Regions from separate parts of the Mus musculus genome. Here all the other regions are linked to region 2. The links are chromatin contacts, called in public promoter capture Hi-C maps. All regions are on one chromosome and are shown on one strand. The core of a region is the stretch at or near the end of the contact, and the rest is flanking DNA. Distances in the headings are between cores, read along the strand shown. Region 1 holds the start of Hdhd3 (haloacid dehalogenase-like hydrolase domain containing 3). Region 2 holds the start of Ptbp3 (polypyrimidine tract binding protein 3). Region 3 holds the start of Bspry (B-box and SPRY domain containing).

What was found. Promoter capture Hi-C pulls out the DNA fragments that hold promoters and counts their contacts.
Region 1: a promoter capture Hi-C map of liver shows a contact between it and region 2, with 5 times the contacts expected there. The contact joins the promoter of Hdhd3 here to the promoter of Ptbp3 in region 2. A contact is called at or near these places in 2 of 39 promoter capture datasets (both in liver) and 1 of 115 datasets of contacts at active chromatin or transcription factors (astrocytes).
Region 3: a promoter capture Hi-C map of liver shows a contact between it and region 2, with 4 times the contacts expected there. The contact joins the promoter of Bspry here to the promoter of Ptbp3 in region 2.

What each region holds. Positions count from the first base shown.
Region 1 is chr4:62,500,626-62,503,563 of GRCm38.p6, forward strand. It overlaps Hdhd3 (haloacid dehalogenase-like hydrolase domain containing 3), which reads right to left and starts at 1,575. Exons shown (of 2, transcript NM_024257.1): 1 at 1,533-1,575.
Region 2 is chr4:59,548,003-59,550,882 of GRCm38.p6, forward strand. It overlaps Ptbp3 (polypyrimidine tract binding protein 3), which reads right to left and starts at 1,362. Exons shown (of 14, transcript NM_178164.3): 1 at 1,146-1,362.
Region 3 is chr4:62,478,713-62,481,640 of GRCm38.p6, forward strand. It overlaps Bspry (B-box and SPRY domain containing), which reads left to right and starts at 1,355. Exons shown (of 7, transcript NM_138653.1): 1 at 1,355-1,725. The coding sequence starts at 1,381.

The DNA.
Region 1 (2,938 bases), core at 325-2,824, 3.0 Mb after region 2:
AAAACACCCAATGGAAAATTTTGGACTAAATGAAATAATTTATGCATTTGTTTCAAAACACATTTCTGGACATCTTATGAGTCCGATGTTGGGGAATAAGACAGTTTTCCATCCCCTGTGGCATTTCTAGGTATTAAATACTAAGGGTTTCTCTGTAGACCAAAAACCTATAAAACAAGCACAGTGAAGTTGGTATGTGCCATGAGGCTATAAATCTGGAACCAAAGTCAGTCTTTGAACTCAGGGAATTTCCTTAGCAGGTTGAGGAATCCCGAGGAAAGAACATACAGAAAAAATATATATAAACTTCCTTGAGGCTGGGCAAAGTCTAGTGCTCTGGGCAGAGCTGAGCTCAGGTGCATAGCCCTGTAGGTCAAAGTCAGGAAGCAGTTATGCCTGCCATTATCTGTATGTGGTTTTGCCTCCATGTATATAAGTGCACCTCCGTCACGCCTGGTGCCTGTGAAGCCAGAAGAAGGTGTCAAATGCCCTGGAACTGGAATTTCAGACATTTGTGAGCTGTCACATGGGTGCTGGGAATCGAACCTGGGTCCTCTGGAAGAACAGCAGTGCTATTAACTTCTGGGCCATCTCTCCAGCCCATGACCCTTTTACAATTATTAGAAAATGGTGCCCTTGTTTAAGAAACCCATATTTATATTTGAGTATGCTTGACTTTCCTCAGAGTCCTTCTTTCCCCCCTAACCCTCATGCTTAATCCTGCATTAAAATGTTATTAATAAAATTTCCAACTTGGCTTCATTTAAAAAAATTACTAGTAATGTCAAAAAAGAGAAAGGTTCCTGGAGACTCTGACCAACAACATAACTGGTGAGGAGCTGGTGGAACCAGAGAGGGGCTGTGAACCTGCCAACAGCCTGGATTAGAACCCAAATGTCCAGACTCTAGCCAGGGCTGCCTTTGCTTACCCATGTTTATATTCTTTTAAAAGTTGGATTATGTTGAGCCTGGGAAGAGTGGGACAGAAGACAGTCCGTTCCAACTTGGCTCTGAGCTGCAAGTTCTCCCTGGAGTTATTAGTGCCAAATACCCAACTGTCAGTTCTCTGCCTGGAGTCAGAGACTGATTGCAGGTTTGTCTCCAGACAGAGGGGACTGCTTAGCTGTGTCTTTCAATCTGTGGGGTCCGGGGTTCATTCAGAATGCAGCCAAACAAAACAGAGGTGAGGAGGGGTGTGGGGGCGGGGCGCGTAAAGAAATGTGACAAAGAAGAGATTTAAGTCAGCTCGAAATAGTGAGACAACTTTAAAAGGGCTCTCATCGAGCAGGTAGGTAGGCTGAGGCCCAGCCAGGAACCAGACTGGTTCCGAAAGTCCTCTGGATGTCTCAGGACAAAAGTCATAGCGGGGCTGGGGCTCCGCTGCAGGACTGACTACCCTAAAAGCAGCGGGACGCGAGACTGGAGCCTCCGGGGCCAAGTCCACTGCTGGCTGGCCTCCAGCGTCCCCAGCTCGACTGCACGGATTCCCACGGTTTAGCACCCTCCACCCAGCCCCGGGCCTCCGCACCCACCTGGCTCGGGAAAAGAGACCTGAGACGCAGCGGCTGCTCCACCGGCTCTATGTAGGCGATCAGTAGCTCGCGACCCTCGGACTTGCCATTGATTCTCGCCCCGCCCCACTCTAGGCGTCACCAAGCTCCTCCCTCGCGCCCGTCACTCGCCACGCTGAGTCTTGGGCCTCTTGTCCCTTAGGTTACCCCGTAGCTTCCCTGCTCCCTGTCTCACGCCCTCTCACCGTCCCCTGGCTTCTTAAGGTCACTGTCTCACCCCTCATCACGTTCCTCCCCACTGCCCTTATACTCATTATCACAACCCAGGTGTTCTCTTTGCTTCTCATCTCTATCCCCCGGCCCCCGCCTCCGTGGGATGGAGACACTTAGGGGACCTAGACTAACTTGGGAATGGCAATGGCGGGGAGTGGGGTTAGGGCTCAGGCCGGCTCCCCAAACGCAGTGAGGACTCCAGCAAGGCTCTGTCCCTTTCTGTTCTGAGAGACCCCAGTTGGTTCTAGAAGGGAACTTCTTGTCTCACACACACAGTTTGTTGACTGCAATAACCTAGACACTTGGTTTTAAGATAGGGTCTCACTATGCAGGCAAACGGGTCCTGAGCATCTTCCTGCCTCAGCCTCCCAAGTGCTGGGATAATGGGCGTGCCACCGCCGTGTCTGTCTAACCTAGTTTCTCTCTGTAAAAAAACAAAAAACAAAAAACAAACAAACATTTAAAGGAAAGAAGAGTTTCCCTTTAAATGCGGTTTTCATAACTGAAATACACGTTTATATTCAAAAGTACCGTTGAAAGCAAAAAAGCAAAGCTTTCCTCTCAACCTAGTTGATTCGTGAGGTGCCAAGTAAGCACCTGTATTCTGTGTCTGACGCGTGGATAGAGCAGGAAAATGTCAGTTTCCTGCCTACGCGAACATGGGAGGATCAGGCAAAAACCAAGTTCATAACGGAAATGAGCTGTAAGTGCTGCCAAGGAATTGGCTGGGGGGCAGGGGCAGGAGGGCTTCCCTCTGCTCTTTTCTTCCCCTCCCCCACAGGTACCCTCTTAAAACATCTTCTGTTATCTCCTGGCTCTGTGGACTTTAGATGGACTCAACTCCCTCTCCCTGGGCCTCAGAAAGCAAAGTGCAAAGTCACAGAGCAGTCAGCTCACCTGCCAGACTGGTTTTGCCGAACAAGCTTGCTCCTCAGAAATGGAGGTAGAAAGGATAGCCAGGACATCAGAGGCCCACCTGTTCTTCAGAGAATCCTGGAATCCCTGACTGTATCTCTTTTCAGGGTCACCTCAAACCTAAGCCTGTAGGTTCTGATTCCAACTCTGCCACCCTGGAGACTAGACACGAGTAACTTAGTAAAGCTAGAATCCAGGCTAGCTTTAAGTAGATTTCCAAGATAATCAATGTCAGCTGC
Region 2 (2,880 bases), core at 112-2,611:
AGCAGTGTGCAATCTGCATTCAAATGAGATAAACCATATATCACAATATTGTGAAATTAAGATAAACGAAACCTAACGAGGGCAAAAATTGTAAAATTCTAGTGTCCTCACTTAAACACGTATGATCAACTACGCGGCAAGTTACTAAATGTATTTTACTTTTCAAACAAGTTATATGCTCCACCATTCCGCAGTTTATAGAATCCTTGTCAACAAAAGTCGGCGGGGGAGGGGGTTAAGGAACAACTCAAACGGCAAAGGTTTAAATAAATAAAAGGTGGAATTTCTAATTGACTTGGAGTTGTTGGTGGTTTTTTTTAATCTTGACTATATGACCCTCAATTCACGCTTTTTATTAAAATACATCAGGTCCTGCCCCATGTTCCAGAGTTCCCAGAGAAATTACGAGCTCGGAAAAGGTGACTGTAAATCTTTTTTTTTTTTTCTTTTTTCTTTTTTTTTTCCCCCTTTTAGTCACAGACCCCATTTAAACCGAGCAGTTGAAAGCGCCCGGAAATCTACACTTACACAATATCTGACATCGCCCGAGGCGAATTCACGAAGTTTCTTGGGGGTGGGGAACGAAGAGGAAGCGTCCCTGGTGATAAAGTGCAGACGCTCGGTATTTAGAAGTGGTTAACGTATCTCACAGCCCAAATCGGGAGACCCCGCCGGTTCCGAGACCCGCACGGGCCCGCAGTTCGAGACCCGGTCGCCGCCCAGACGGCTGTCGCCGCTCGCCCGGGCCCGCCGCCGGGGGAAAGCTCCGCCGCGCGCCCCACCCCACCGGTAAACAGCAACTCCCCGAGCGCCGCGGCCGCCTCAGCCTCCGCCCCCGCCAGCGCCGCGCACCATTTTCTGAGAGGAAGTGTGGGGAGTCCGGCCCGGCACCCCGGCCCTGGCTCGTCTCTGCTTCCCGAAGGCGCCCCGAGGCTGCGAGGGGCGGACGTGACGGGGGCGCCGCGCGCAGGAAGCGGAGACCGCGGCGGACAGACCCCCGCGCTCCCAAGGTCCCTGCCGTCGGGCTTAGCCCCGGGCCGCTCCTCCGCTAGCCGGCGTCGCGCCCTGCTCCCCGGCCTCGGCGGGACGCGTCGCCGAGAGGAAACGAGGCCAGCGCAGCCCCGGAACGGCCACCCGGCACTTACCCATCCATGGCCCAGATGGAGGAGCGCGTTGTGCGGGGATTGACGGGCTCACCGCGGGCGGAGAAAGCGGGCGGCGGCTCCGGGAAACCAGCGAGCGGAGCCGCTCCGCAGCTCCGGCCGGTCAGAGGTGGAAGGAAGAGTGGGAAACAGGGGCGGGGACCGGGCACGCTCTCGCCAGCGCCGCGCCCCCGCCCTCCCGGCCCGCGAGCGCGTTCCCGCCTCGCCTGGCCCCGCCCCCTCGGCGTCGACGCCCTCCCGGGGCTCGGCTGGACTCCAGGGCGCCCTCTTCCCGCCTTCGCCTCTTTGCCCCGCCCCGACACCACCACCCCCGCCCATGCCTCCGCGCGCGTGCGCGCCCCCCGCCCAGCGTCGCGCCTGCGTTCGCGGGAACGCGCGCCTTGTGCTTCCCGCTTCGCGACTCGCCCTCCTACAAGCCCGCGGGCCTTCCGGCTCCCGGGACTCAGGCTTAGGGCCCTGAACGGTGCTGGCTAGAAAAGCCTGGGGACCCCAGGGAACTTTTGAAGCAGAGCAGAGTTACTACTGGCGGGCGACACTGCTGGCAGCACGGCAGGGGACCCGCGCGACGTCCACGGGGCAGGGGTGGACAGTGGTCTTTCCGGACCTGAGAGCAGCGACGGTAGCCTGTCCGCCAGACCCTGACCTCCGAGACCTGCACTGGACGGATAGGTGTGGTTGGGAAAGAAATGAAGTAGATGAGACTGCCCAGGACTGAAGTCCATCTTCACTTTCACACGGTTTTAATCTGAGTGCTTTTCTACCCAACAATCAAATACTAAAAGAAACTTTCATTGCATAGCTATTTAATGGCCATTACAATGCCAGTATTTTATAAGTTTATTTATTCATCCTTCCGCGGGGCGGGGCTGGGGGAGCCTGATTGGAAAGGATTAATGTTTTCCCAGGTACGCGAGAGATCTCCGAAATTTCACAGCCAGAAAATGTTTTGTTTGCACCAAAACCCTTTCCTCTAGTATGAGCAAAACCAAGTTACACGTAAAACGTAAAACAGCTATTTAGTACATATAATGTGTATAACTAGTGAGAACACACGTTCCCCCTCTTTCAAAGCACATCTACTTCTGAACGAACGGAATGCTTTTTCAATTCACAGATCATTGAAATTTGAGCCATTTAAGCCATGTCTTCAAAGTCTGCCCACACCATTTCAAAGGAAGTAACAACTTCAATCTCTTTCCTGATTACCTACTTTAAAATAAGTAGACACTTCTTTAAAAAAAAAAAAAAAAAAAAGTATAACCAGCTTGCAATTCAGGAAGGTCATTTTTAAAGAAATTTCAGTTCCCCTTTTCAAGAAGATGTCAAAAAACATTTTGTATGTTAAATCTAAACATTAAGTTTAGAAACATTTCCACCCTACATTGCCACATGGGATTTTAAAATAGCAACTTGGTATATAGGCACATAACTGTGCCTATAATTCCTACCTGAGTTTAAGGCTACCTTGAGCTACATAGTATGTTTCAGGCCATCCTAGGTCACAGAAAAATAAAGTAATAATAAAATGTCAGAGAAAAGCAGCGGACCAGGTGGTGATAGCACATGACTTTAATCCCAGCACTCACTCAGGAGAAGAAGGGAGAGGAGAGAAGAGGAAGGGAGAGAGAAGAGGAAGGGAGAGAGAAGCAGCCGATGGAGTGTTCTATTGCTGTATTTGAGGTATATTTTATAATAAATTTCCCTGTTTGTTTGTTTG
Region 3 (2,928 bases), core at 105-2,604, 2.9 Mb after region 2:
GTTTACGAATGCACTGTGGTACATACACTTCCAAAGTATTCAAATATTCTCTCTCTAAATAAATAAATGTGATAAAAATTGTCATAAGTGTTTTTCCTTTTGCTGTTAGCACTGAGCAGCTGCTGTGTGCCTGACACTGTTCATAACTTTTCTTTTTTGCTTTGTTTTGTTTTAAGACTATCTCCCTCTGTAGCTCTGGCTGTCCTGGTGGCCTGGAACTCGCTATGTAAAACCAGGCTGCCTCTAACTCACAGAAATCCATCAGCTTCTGCCTCTTTTTTTTTTTAAAGACTTATTTATTATATGTAAGTTCACTGTAGCTGTCTTCAGACACACCAGACGAGGGTGTCAGATCTCATTACAGATGGTTGTGAGCCACCATGTAGTTGCTAGGATTTGAACTTGGGACCTTCGGAAGAGCAGTCAGTGCTCTTAACCGCTGAGCCATCTCTCCAGCCCAGCTACTGGCTCTTGAGTGCTTGGATTAAAGGCACATGCCACCACTCACAGCTTGGTTTTTTGTGTTTTGTTTGTTTGTTTGTTTGTTTTATTTGTTTGTTTTGTTTTTTTAATGTGTCTTTGAGACAAAGTCTTACGTAACCCAGCTGGCCTCGAACCTTATATGTTTGAGGATGACCTTGAACTCCTGATCTTCCCACTTCTATCTCCCAAGTGTTGGGATTACAGATTTGTGTCACCATAACTGACTCATTTCATGTGCTTTCATTTATATACTCCTCAACCCAAGTATGAGAGTGAGATCGCCTCAACCCCCTTTAACAGTCAAGCACAGCTGAGAAATGAGCCTGTATTTAAGACACATGCCTAAAGCTGCCCCTCAAACACGCTGTTAATGCATTTAGCAAAAAATCTGACACTTCGTAACTGCTTACTAAAGATTCGTATAGGCACTAGAATGTCAGTTGTTTTTTTTTTTGTTTTTTGTTTTTTTTAAATCAAACACATCACGTATCTTGAGGTATTTCTTTTCTTTTTAAGATTTATCCATTTATTTAATGTATGTAAATACACTGTAGCTATCTTCAGACACACCAGAAGAGGGCATCAGATTTCGTTACGGGTGGTTGTGCGCCACCATGTGGTTGCTGGGATTTGAACTCGGGACCTCCGGAAGAGCAGTCGGCGCTCTTAACCGCTGAGCCATCTCTCCAGCTCCCAGCTGTTTGTTTTTAAAACTCTGACACAACACAACTTAATCCTATAAAGAACCACAGCCTACAGATGCAGGCGGAACCAGTGTGGTGTGGGTCAGCGCGCGGGCGCAGCCTGGGAGGGGCGAAGCCAGAGAGGGCGGGGCCTGGAAGGGCCACGCCCTCGGTACCTGCGACAGGTGGAGCGCGCGGCCTCCGGCTCTCGGCCATGTCCGCGGATGTCTCCGGGACGGAGTCCGGGTCCGAGTCCGGGCCGGAGCCGGAGCCGGGACCGGAGCCCGGACCGGAGTCCCGACCGGAGTCCCGGCCGAAGCCGGGACCGGGACCGGAGCCCAGACCCGAGTCCGGGCCGGAGCCGGGGCCGCGATCCGGACTGAGGAGGGGACCGAAGCAGGGGTCCGAGCGGAGCCAGTTGTGCCCCGAGCACTTCGAGCCTCTGAGCTGGTTCTGCCTCTCGGAGCGACGGCCGGTATGCGCCACCTGCGCCGGGTTTGGCGGCCGCTGTCACCGGCACCGCATCCGTCGAGCGGAGGAGCACGCGGAGGAGCTGAGAGTAAGCGGGCGTGGGGCCGGGAACTTTCTTGGGGCGGGGGAACTGGCAGGGACCAGGGACCGGGGTGGGTGGGTGGGGGATAGTGGCTTTTCTGTGGCTTCCCTTGCAGAAGGAGGTGGTTAAAGGTGTGACCTCTGGAGTAAACTGGATCGGAGTTTGAATCCTGCCCCCTCCCTGTGAGTCACTGATCCAAGCTTGGTGTCTCTCACCAGTAGTTTCTAGGCATTCATAACACCACGTGATTGTTATAGCTGACCTCGTAAAAACTTAGTCCCCCCCTAACCTCTTGACTTAGAGTCACCCTCTCCCCCCTTTCAGGTTTCCTGGTGAGGGATCCAGTTCCCTTCCAACCTGGCCAGACTGTAATTGAAGTGATGGATAGGGTGGAAGAATAGCAGGGCACTCTATCTCCTAAGGTCTCCTCATCTCTTGGTTCAGTGTGGCTCTAGGCTGGTCATTTTCCAGTTACACCCTGATCCTTTTCCCTGAGCTGCTGAGATTGGAGGCCAAGTCACCTTGGTGCAGCCGTCGTCTTCCTTTCATTTTAGCTGAGGCCCCTGGGGAACTCCTTGCAATTTGATTAAATGGCTTAATTCTCCCAACCCCACCCTGGCACCGAGCCCTGCTGTGCACTGAGAGCTGTCGCTGGGGACATCACCTACTCAAACCAGATTGTAATAAACACACCTCCCTGGAAACTGGGGCCGGTGGAGTTCAGTTACTCAGGGATGGTGAAAATAGACTTGAGAAAAGTTGATATAAATCAGCTTGCATCATGGGTAAGGCTTTTACAAATTCCTAAGGACTTAGATACTTATCATCGAGTTCCATCCAGGCTGAAGCGTGGGTTCTAACTAAGGTTTTTCAGACGAGGAAAAGGGCCCACAGGAGGATGGTAACTCTTAATAGTCAGGGTTTAAGAGGGGGAGATTCATTGACCGGGCAAGAGGAAACCACTTTTTGATCTCAGTGGTTATGAAGAGGAAGTGACCTCATGGAAAACCTTGAAAGTAGCCTTCATGCCTGTATGAGTGGTGAGAGGGGTGAAGGCCAGGGCAGGAGAGCAAGCTTGGTACTCTGCCCCGGGTGCCTTCCCTGAGCTACCCTAACACCTTACACCCAGCCTTGGTGTAAGGGAAGTGAGTCTTGCCATCTTTCTTTTTACTTTAGAGTTTTGGGTTGTTTTGTTTTGTTTTGTTTTTG